2 separate regions of the Zea mays genome follow, and region 2 is linked to region 1. The links are chromatin contacts, called in public Hi-C maps. All regions are on one chromosome and are shown on one strand. The core of a region is the stretch at or near the end of the contact, and the rest is flanking DNA. Distances in the headings are between cores, read along the strand shown. Region 1 holds the start of LOC100279299. Region 2 has its middle 75 kb from the start of LOC103638438.

Evidence for each region. Hi-C and Micro-C count contacts between places; a contact is called where the count stands out from the background.
Region 2: a contact with region 1 is called in a Hi-C map of ear, with 2.5 times the contacts expected there. The contact joins the enhancer-like site here to the promoter of LOC100279299 in region 1. A contact is called at or near these places in 3 of 25 Hi-C or Micro-C datasets (ear, endosperm and leaf).

The regions. Positions count from the first base shown.
Region 1 is chr9:75,674,259-75,680,086 of Zm-B73-REFERENCE-NAM-5.0, reverse strand. It overlaps LOC100279299, which reads left to right and starts at 2,706. Exons shown (of 20, transcript NR_173990.1): 1 at 2,706-3,319; 2 at 3,534-3,577; 3 at 5,253-5,311; 4 at 5,411-5,483; 5 at 5,618-5,679; 6 at 5,771-5,828.
Region 2 is chr9:76,021,513-76,027,340 of Zm-B73-REFERENCE-NAM-5.0, reverse strand. No RefSeq gene overlaps it. Among protein-coding and RNA genes, the nearest start is that of LOC103638438, 75 kb to the left of the region's middle. Within about 2 kb of position 3,515, at least 16 of the 20 cell types and tissues checked have an H3K27ac peak or open chromatin away from gene starts, as enhancers often do. A contact at or near this core is called in ear and leaf, where this site is marked.

The sequences.
Region 1 (5,828 bases), core at 1,457-3,956:
AGCCATTCCAAACACTCCCTAAGTCCAAAAGTCACTTTTGTTGCACAAAAGAGTTGGTAGCCAAACCAAGGTGCAAGAGACATAGTATAAGGTGTATGCAACTTATTTAAGTACTTAAACCTCATATTTTTGTAGCTTTACCCAAAGTTGCACTTTTGGCCTTCATTTCCACTCATTTGAACTTATTATCCTCAATTTGCTTTTGCTAGAACTTGTGCTCATGCTCATATCAAGGTAGTTAGTCCAACGTGGTGTGTTGGGCAATTAATCACCAAAATAATTAGAAATGGTCCAAGGGAACATTTGCCTTTCACTAAGTCATAGAAACTCACATTTATTCTCCACAACTTTTCCGTTTCATCTCAAACAAGGACCAAAATGGCACTTGCACTAGAAACCAAGTTAGACTACAAACAAAAGTGCCAATAACATTGTAAAAGGTGCATGAAACATATTCAAAAGCTTTCATACTTATCCTTTTTCATCATCTTGCTCTTTTGGCCTTGCTTGAGCTCAATATTGGACTCCAAAACTCTAAGTCACATAACTTGATCCCTCTAGCCTTATCTTGAGTTACAACACTTCCAATGGTCATTAAGAACCTTTTCAAACACATGAGTGACCCAAACTCCTAATTAAAGATGCACAACTCTTTGGGCCCTTTTAGGTTCTGACTTTGATACTTCTACTCGATCTTGTGACCATGACTCCATTGAAGTTAGGATGCTGAGCCTTATGACTTAAAACTATAAACCATATGAATTACCTTAATGCACCATAACCCTTCTCGATTTGATCAACCTTGACTTCGTGCAAGAACATCTTCTTCTCCTTAGCTTCGGGTATCTCAGTCCTATTGACCTTCTCCCTTGCTCTAGTCCCTGGAAGTCCTTCTTGCCTTTGTCCTTGGTTCAATTAGCTGTCTTCAGGTGATGTACATCGATTTTCACTTAGTAATGTCCATCCTTTAACTTTCTTTACTTGTGATATCCACAATCCATATTCATCAGTGGCGGAGCTAGAATTTATTGGAAGCCTGGGCAACTTAAAAAGATTACATAATGTAAAAAAATCATAAATATTCTGCATGTATATTGCAAAGTACTTAAAAATTTGCTTGCATGTATATAATATGCTAATCTCATATAACACGAGGTAGTCTCATTTTCAGTCTTTATGCTATGACGTTGTGTTATTGTATAATTATCAAATGCTTTAAATAATTTCCACTTAATGTAACACTAACACAGCACCAAGTGATCGAACCATTTATCTGTATGACTCGAAATACCTCTGAGCACCGTGATCTTGGATATGAAGCAGAAAAAAATTAATGATTCAAGCTAATTATCGCTTGGGTCGGCATTGACAACATTGCTATTATCGTGGAGATGAGCTAAATGAGATGACTGTTGACATTATCGTTGTTGTTTTCTGGCGCAAACAAAAAATGTGCATGAGTGTGGGCGGAGTCTGCTCTCGTACAACCCATATGAAAAGAAAATTAAGTTAGGCCATACAACCTTTGGCGGTGTAGAATCTGTTTGTAAGCATGGCATCCAGCAAGCAGCGGCAGCGGATACACATGACCATGCCATCAGATGAGAAATTATGGACGGCTGCCAAGAAAAAAAAGAAAAACATTACCTAGATATAATAGGTTTTTGCAAGAGATAAAGCCCGGGCAACAGCCCATCCTGTCCGGGCCTTAGCTCCGCCCATGATATTCATCTCAGCATATATAGAATATCTCAATATGACGCAAGACTTCTTGTGTTGAACTTTATAAGCTCTACACTAAGTACCTACTCAACACTTAACACCTTGGTCAGTCCTTTAATTGTGTTATCATCCAAACACCAAAAACCACAAGAGACCTTTCACCTCGACATCTACTCTCGACCCCATCACTAGCTAGGTTCGACAGGAGCAGCCATGTCAAAACTAGATTCAAAATTGAATTACTCCCTAAATATTAGGAATTATTGAATATCAAGCTATTTTTTACTTTTAATAGCTATTTAGTAACTTACTAAACACGAGTTTAGAGCAACTCTAAAAGGCTCTCTATATTCTTTCTAATCTATATAAATATATATATTTTTAAAAAAAGTATCCTACAACAACTCATCTAAATGAATATCCAAATATAGAAATCTTCCATTATAGGTTTCTCGCTAGTAAAATATAGAAAACGTGAATAGCTGTCTAGAGTGTAAACAAAATATAGAAAGACTATTAGAAATTGAAAAGATATAAAAACTGTTTTTATGTCTGTAAATAATAATTTAGAGAGTGGAATTTAGAAAGACTTTTGAAAATGCTCTTAGGAAACATTTTTATAAGAATTATTGGAAACTTTCTTATAAGAATTACTGGAGTTGCTTTAACTCCATACAACAAAACAAACCCCCTACAAATTGGGGGGAAATATCCTATGCAATCACTTATCCTGGTGCAAGCATGCAATCAAGCGATCTGGTGTATCCGATCTAGATCTAATGATGATTGTTATTTTATATTTAACCCCTTCCACCTAAAACATAGTACCTATTTTACTTTTAACCCCTTCCATATAAAATCGTTGGATCTGAATTGGATGCTCTGGATAGTTTGATTGCACGCTTGCACCAAAATGAGTGATTGCACAGGATATGTCCTCTACAAATTGCCACAGCGTCACAAACTCACAACGCTACACAATACGCACACTTCGCAAAGCGTCTTCCTCCGACCCCATCGCCTCTGTGGCTTCCTGGCTGTCTGACTGCGTCTGCCTGGTCGTACGCGAGCGCGTGCGTCCCTTCACCGTCACGAGCGGCGCACACCGTCACCGCCACGCTCCGTCGCCTTCCAGAAAATCTAAACCCCAGCGGAGCCGGCCACGGCCAGTCAGCCCTCACACGGACTCCGACGCGCTGCCCGCTCGCCTGCCAAACCCCCACCCCCTCGCCGGCGATGCTGCCGCGTCGGTTTAGCAACCACCCGGGCTCCTCCTCACCCCTCCCGTTCCTCGTCGTCTGCGGCCTGCTCCTCGCTGCGGCCGTAGCATTTTCCCCGGTCGCTGCCGCCGAGGCCGCTGGCCGCGGCGGCGGCGGCGGCGGCGGCGGCGGCGCTGGGCACGAGGGCCGCGCGGGGAAGCCGGAGGTCGAGGCGGAGGCGGAGGCGCGCGGGGATGGGGTGGCCGTGGCGGAGGCCGGCGGCGAGGTGGTGGCTCAGGGCAATGCCACGGAGGCCAAGGAGGGCAGCCTCGCCGACATGATCGACCGCGCGCTGGAGAAGGAGTTCCCGGAGTCCGAGAGCGAGCAGGGCGGCGGAGGTGCGTGGATCTGGCCAACTCCCGGTGTTCATCGATCCGTTCGGGCGGGATCTGGTTCTACGGGCGGGTGTGTGGGTGAGGGCGGGTGCGAGTGTCGGTGGCCGTGCTGTTTAGATCTCGGCCTTGGTGGGTTGCAGCGTGTGGGGACGTTGAGAATGGAGGTCCCGGTTTGGGCTTGGAGTTGCTTGTGCTAATCTGTGCTCTGGTCTTGCAGAGACCGATCCTGGTAGCTTCAACAACACGGTAGCTGAGAAGCAGGTGAGTTCGTTGCGCCATTTTGTTTGTGTGGCGCCCCTTTGCTGGTAGGAATCTTGATTCTGTGATTCAACATTGGGTCTGCCACAACTAGTTTTTTTTGGGTGTTTTTCTCACCACTTGCATGTTGGGATTTGTGAAGGAAAGGAAATTCGCTTTTGGACTGGACTGTGCCTGATTCCTACACTTGTGAATCTACTAGTATATAGTTATGGAGCCTTGACCCTGTCGTTAGTATATCTATGTTGCAACCTTCTAGCATTCAATGACCCATCCATATGTCATCATTGTATAGCTTTTGGGCACTTTGACTTTATATGATCATTTTGCTTTATGTTGTTTGATCGGCATTTTCCTAGTGCTGATGAGGGACATCAATATCTTGGATGTTGTTTATTTCGTGCTATGCTTGGCAATGTTAAGGGCTTATTTGTTTCGGCTTTTTTTATGAGCTTTTCTGAGAATCTGGTTGTGGGGAGAATTTGGTTGTGAGGGAGAATCTGAGTATCGTGGGGATTACGTGCGGAGGAATATGAAGGGGTACATAGTGTTTAGGATCTAGGAAGTGACGGATTCCTTCTATCGTGATGATTCAGCCGATTGTGTATTCATGTTGATTTTGGACGGTTTTCACCAAATCAATTATCATAGAAGTGGGCTGAAAAGCTAGGCGTTTGTCAGTCCACAGCACAGTAGCTTCTGGCGACCAGAATCAACAAAAAAGCTGAAACAAACATGCCCGAAGTATGACTATATGCTTGTTGTGCACATGGGAGGTAATTAGTATGACTATGTTTACTGTGCGCATTAGCAACTGTACAAATTGTTTTTTTTTTCTGTTCCTAAGATGCTACAGAAAAAATCTAGTGTTGGACATCCTATTTCTGTTTCCCTACTGGAGCTCATGTTTGATCTCCTACATGGGTGCTACATTAGTAACCCATTTGAAAAATTCAGATCCCCATTAGCATGTTTGTTACTTCTTCATTTTTAACAATACTCCCTCTGGTTATAAAAACATATCGTCGGGGACGAGTTTTCAAACCTTTAAAACCACAAACTTCAGTAACTTTTAAATTATTTAGATTGAAATATGCAAGTGTGTAGAAATAGAAGGGCAGACCTACAGTGGTGAGAGCTATCTCACTGAGTCACCAGGTCATGGGTTCGGAGTAGCCTCCTCTTCGCTTTTGCGGGGGAAATGCTTGCCTCGGTTTATCCCTTTTCTAGACCCCACTGATGTGGGAGCCTTCGACATTGGGTCTGGCCCTTTTTATGTAAGTATGTAGAATTTATTGAAAAGAACTTGCAAGGTCTCAGAAATTTGAAGGATTGTACGAATGCTATTCTAAAAGAAATTACTAATCAAAGATATATGTCGGCCTTGCGAAGTCAAATGCAAAACGTATATTTTTACCATAGGGAGTATATCTTTTAGTTTAAAGCATATAATAACCTGCATGATACACATTGGGTACAAGAAGCAAGATGTTACAACATCTATTTTGTCAGACATAACATAGTGATCTGTGGTCCTTTATTTGGATTTTGTAAAACTTGAAGAACATATATGTACTCCAATGCATCAATGTGTTCACTTGTACATAGAAAATTTGGTGCTTGCACATCACAAATATGTAATACAAACTGCCCATATTGTTCCTTCTACTTGTACCAGGGAGTTCTTGAAACTGTAGCTAGAAGAGTAACAAAGAAGAATGAAACCAAAGATAACAAGTATGCTGCAAATCCACTCTTCATTATTTCTATTAGATTAAATTAACCATACATTTAAAATGTGTAATAGAGTTTAAAATTGTCATTCTGTTTCATCAGGTCATTTCCTTTTAAGGAGGTCTTCTTGGATCGATCTGAGCAAGAAGATGTTCCCACATTGATTGATCGGAAGGTGCAATCACATCCGCTGGATGGAATTTTCTGTCAAGTTACTGCACATGTGGCATACATGTTGGGCATAGTGTTGTGGACATGTTGTGACTGTTTTTTAATTACAGTTTTCTGTTAATCCAATCTTTACCCCAGGACAATGTTTTTATCATATCAAACCCAAAGTCAAAATACCCTGTGCTGCAGCTGGACCTTAGGTATGCTACTCAGTATTCAGTCATTTGATGTGTTGGATGAAAATATCTTTTTTGCATGGAAACTTATCTGTTGAATGTATATTGTTTGTAGATTGATATCAGATCTTGTTGTTGTTATCGTGTCTGCTACATGTGGTGGAATCGCTTTT
Region 2 (5,828 bases), core at 2,266-4,765, 350 kb before region 1:
ACTCTTCAAGCTAGCCACAGTTTCATTGCAAGTAGATAACTTAGAAGATAGTAATTCATTTCTCTTTATTTCTAAGGCAAGAGACTTTTGAACACTAATAAATTTGTCATGTTCCTCATACAAAATGTCCTCTTGTCTCTCTAGCAGTCTATCTTTTTCATTCAAGGCATCAATCAACTCATTAATCTTTTCTACTTTAGCTCTATCTAATCCTTTGAACAAGCTAGTGTAATCTACTTCATCATTACTAGAGTCCTCATCACTAGAAGTAGAGTACTTGGGGGAATCTCGAACACTCACCTTCTTTTCCTTGGCCATGAGGCAGGTGTGGCGTTCGTTGGGGAAGAGAAAGGACTTGTTGAAGGCTGAGGCAGCGAGTCCTTCGTCGTCGAAATCAGAAGATGACCAGTCCGAGTCCCATTCCTTTCCGATGTGTGCCTCGCCCTTTGCCTTCCTATAGCTCTTTTGCTTCTCTTTCTTCCCGCCCTTCCCTTGTTCCTAGTCACTAGAGTTATCGGGATAATTTGCTATAAAATGACCAGTCTTACCGCACTTGAAGCAGGAGCGCTTTCCCTTTGCCTTGTTCTTGTTTGAGTACTCCTTGCGTCCTTTCAATGCGGTCTTAAAGCGCTTTATGATTAGGGCCATCTCATCCTCGTTTAGCCCGGCCGCCTCAACTTGTGCTACCTTGCTAGGTAGCGCCTCCCTGCTGCTTATTGCTTTGAGAGCAACGGTTTCAGGCTCGTAGATGGGCATTGGGCCATACAATGCCTCATCAACGTATCTTGCTTCCTTGATCATCATACGCCCGCTTACAAACTTTCCGAGTATTTCCTTGGGCGTCATCTTTGTGTACCTAGGATTTTCACGGATTGAGTTCACAAGATGAGGATCAAGAATAGTGAAGGACCTGAGCATAAGTCGGACGACGTCGTGGTCCGTCCATCTAGTGCTTCCGTAGCTCCTGATTTTGTTGACCAGGGTCTTGAGCCTGTTGTACGTTTGCGTTGGCTCCTCTCCCCTAATCATTGCGAACCATCCCAGTTTGCCTTCCACCAACGCCATCTTGGTGATCATGGTGGCGTCGTTCCCCTCATGAGAAATCTTGAGGGTATCCCAAATTTGCTTGGCGCTATCCAAGCCGCTCACCTTGTGGTACTCGTCCCTACACAAGGATGCTAGCAAAACAGTGGTAGCTTGTGCATTTTTATGGATTTGCTCATTAATGAACATGGGGTTGTCAGTACTATCAAAAAGCATTCCATTTTCAACAATCTCCCAAATACTTGGATGGAGAGAGAATAGGTGACTACACATTTTGTGACTCCAAAATGAGTAGTCTTCTCCATCAAAGTGCAGAGGTTTCCCGAGTAGAATTGAAAGTAAATGAGCATTGGAGTTAACCGGAATACGAGAATAATCAAATGAAAAGTTTGAGTTAACCAGTTTCTTTTTCTTGTCGTCGTCTCTTGGGGAAGAAGACTCGTCGATGTCGTAGTAGATGATCTTCTTGATGCGCCTCTTCTTCTTCCTGTCTCTTTTCTTATGACTTGAGCCAGAATCTGAGGGCTTATCATCTCTTGGCTCGTTGATGATGGACTCATTTGTCTTATCGTTGACCACCATCCCCTTTCCCTTAGGATCCATCTCTTCGGGCGATTAGTCCCTTGCGTGAAGAGAACGACTCTGATACCAATTGAGAGCAACTAGAGGGGGGGGGTGAATAGGTGATCCTGTAAAAAATCAAATACTTGTAGCCACAAAACTTGGTTAAGAGTTAGTGCAATAGGACCAAGTGGCTAAGGACCAAGCTTTTGTGAAACACGATGATCACAGAGAAAACAACACAAAAGACACGGTGATTTATCCCGTGGTTCGGTCAAGTATAACACTTGCCTACTCCACGTTGTGGCGTCCCAATGGACGAGGGTTGCACTCAACCCCTTTCAAGTGATCCAATGATCAGCTTGAATACCTCGGTGTTTTCCTTTCTTATACTTTCTCCCGTTTGCGAGGAATCTCCACAACTTGGAGCCTCTCGCCCTTACAATTGATGATCACAAAGAAGCAGAGAGGTAAGGGAGGGGAGAGCAACACACACAAGACTCAAAACGAGAGCACAATCACGCACACAAAGCCACAACTTGAGCTCACAACACAACTCGAGGAGTTCTCTACTCAAATGGGGCTCAAGTCACTATCTTAAAGAATCGAATGCGTGAGAATGGAGTCTTGGTGCTTAGGAATGATCAAGGAATGATTGGGTGACTCCTCCATGCGCCTAGGGGTCCCTTATATAGCCCCAAGGCAGCTGGGAGCCGTTGGAACCCAACAAGGAAGACAATTCTTGCCTTCTGTCGGGTGGCGCACCAGACAGTCCAGTGCACCACCGGATAGCCACTGTAGCATGTCCGGTGCGGATCTCCTTCCATTCCTGGCATAGCCGACCGTTGGATCTTCGGGCTGGTTGGTGCACCGGACACTGTCCGGTGCACACCGGACAGTCCGGTGCCCTCAGCCGACCGTTGGCGTGGGCCACGCGACACGCCTAGATTGCGCGGCTGACCGTTGCTCTGGCGGTTATTGGCTCACCGGACAGTCCGGTGAACCACCGGACAGTCCAGTGAATTATAGTCGTACGCCGTCACAGTTTCCCGAGAGTGGTCAGTTCGCCGGAGTCCAGCCTGGCGCACCGGACACTGTCCGGTGCACCATCGGACAGTCCGGTGTGCCAGACTGTGCTGATTCTTGGCTACTCCAGCCAAGTCTCTTCCTTTTTCTCTTTTCTCTGATTCTAGCACTTAGACAAATATATTAGTACACAAAAACCAATGTACTAAGTCTAGAATCATACCTTCTTATTGATTTGCACTTCATTCATCATTTGGCACATAATTACTCACTCAATATGTGTTGAGCACTTTAATCACCAAAATATACTAGAAATGGCCCAAAGGCACATTTCCCTTTTAAATACCCAAATTGTAAATAATATGAAGAGAATTGATCTCCTTATATGTTTGCCCTCTACTCATTGGGACATGTGAATAACCATATTTAAAAGAGAATAATCCTTCAATAAAACGTGCATCATGTTGGAGTTTAATTGTTTGTGCATTTACAAATAATGATAATAGTAATAAAATATACTAAGGTTGAAATAGGGATTAAACCCAATTCGGAATCTAGAATTGGGAAATGAATTAGAAAAGAAAATAAGAGAGAAAGGAAAACTCTATATACAGTGCAAAGAAAATTATATAAATAAAAATACCATTTCGTACTGGTAAATTGTTTATTTTAATTGTGCACTTAACCTCTATGATGGACCCACAATTCAAATTTGACATTCAAATACTGGAATTTGAATATTTAGGAAGGAATTCAAAATAGAATAAAAAGAAAAAAACAAAAGAGTGAGGGTCATACCAGCGCTGGGCTACACTCTTCGCACCGACCCAAACTCAAGCCACCAATCGGCCCAACAGGGGCAAACTGTGTTGACGTGTGGTCCCCAGCTGTCATCCTCCGCGTCGAGTCGCTGCCATCTGAGGTCACCGCCAGGCTGGCCCACCGCACAGCCACTATCGCGCGCCTGCATGGCCGACGCGTGGGGCCACCTGGTCAGCCAAATCCCCTCCATCGCCTCCACATTCGCAACAGCTTCCTCGAGTTCCTCCGAGGTTTATGGTCGCGATAGATACTCCGCGGAAGGCGCTGGGTAGTTGAAAACGGTCGTGGGCAGACCCCCCATCCCAATCCGAGGCAATAAAAACAAAGAGACCTCCCCACACCCCGCGCCCAAACTCAGAGAACCCTATCGGTCATTACCCTAGTTGCGCCGCAAGAACATCGTGGGTAGGGTGAGTGTCGCGTGGTGTGGTCGGTGTGCGTCATGGGCAACACGGTGCGTCCGGCGGATGATCACTGCGGATCATTCGGGCTAGCTGTGCAGTCATCGTCGGCGAGCCGAACTGTGGTCTAGGGCGATCGCATGGAGAGAGTGAAGAACGCCACGAGTCTATGCCTCACCGTGTCCTGCGTTCGGTAGTCGGCAGGCTCGGCATTAACGGTAAGACCTTTTCCCCATGCCTCAATTGTCACAGCGCCACACCTATGGTGGATGCCAAAGACGCGCGCATAGGGAGGCGGGTGGTAGCTAGGGAAGAATACGATGTATCGACCATCCGATGTAAATAGAGGGTCAGGATTAGAAGACGGTACCGGTTCAGCAGTTGCAATCATGAATCGTCCGATCTTAGTTGGAGGGGTGGGATAAATTGACACTCTAATCAAATATGTGTCGTCGTTCTTCCATCCTATGGCTTCGGTCAGGGCGGCCTTCATCAACTTATCTGGTCCATCGGATCACAATCGGACGGCTGGTTGTTGCCTGTACCCCCTTTGGGTGGGGAATTTTGCAGATGAATCCCCACACTTAATAGAAATGAACCCGCCGTACATAGACAGTGCAAAGTAATTCAAATGGTGCCCTGAGAATTTATGAATTGACCCCTTTCCTATCGGATAATCATACGCCTAGTCCAGTGGCCTAAGGAATTAGAAAAACAATATAGAAATTACTTTTCTAGCACAAAAATAATTCCAGAACTCATTTAATTCATAGAAAATTCATTTTAAACACTTTTGACCCATTCTAGTGACATTAATTTTGTTTTAATATGGTTTATCACCTAGTAACTCTGTTTAGACATGAAACGTAGATTAAAATTATCTACTTAATTTATCCCATACCAAGCACTTAATAACTTCGGAAATTCATAACTCGATAACTGTAACTCCGAATTTAGTGATTCTTGTTCCTATGATCTCATTACGATACGTAGAATATTATCATGCATTCTATTATGTTGTTTCGTGTGATGTTAATTTCTACTATACTATGCTTGTTTGTATTGTTGCGAGTAGACGAGCAAGCCACAGAGGACCCGGGTGTTCAGCAGGTTGAGACTACTTTACCCGAATGGGGCAAGGGCAGTAGGGGAGTGGTCGGTGTAGGGAGATCCTCAAGTTTATTTTGCTGCGATGGCGGTCAGACGAGGGATCCCTGCATTGGGGCTTCCAAGAAACTATAGTGGGTTTTCTGAAGCTAGTGGAACTTTGTAGAGGCCTCCTAGTGTTACTCTGCCTCGCTTCCTTGGTAGAGGTATATGGGATTCATGACCCTTGGTAGATGGTAACATGACATGTGTGTAAAGATATGCAACCTCTGCAGAGTGTAAAACTGGTATATCAGCTGTGCTCACGGTCATGAGCGGCTTGAACCCTCACATGAGTAACTTATGGAATTAAATTTAACTAGTCATTTGCATCGCATTGTGGTTTATTATTAATTTGATATATTATTACTCTGGTTTGATATTTACTTACATCTAGTAACTGCTAATAAAATTTGACCAACTTATTAAAAGCAATGCTCAGCTTTAACCATTATTTGTTGACCAGCCTTACACTTCACATGAATTCCCGCCTTTGGTGAGTTCATGCAGATTATTCCCCACAACTTGTTGATCTATGATCTTTTGTGAGCTCACTCTTGCGATATATAAACCCCCCATAGGTGAAGAGCAGGTGGTTCAAGAGGTGCCCTACAATAAGGAGTACGAGTTGATCTAGGTGGCGTCTCTCAATCAGCTTGATGGCGCCAAGGAATAATATTTAATTCGTTTTATTATTATCATTTATTTTTGTAAGACTTCCACTATGTAATAATGATATTTGTGTCATTTATCTCTATACACGTTTTCATTATATGTGATGTTCTTCTTTGGCGAACATATGAGAGGCACCCGACTTTATCCCTTAAA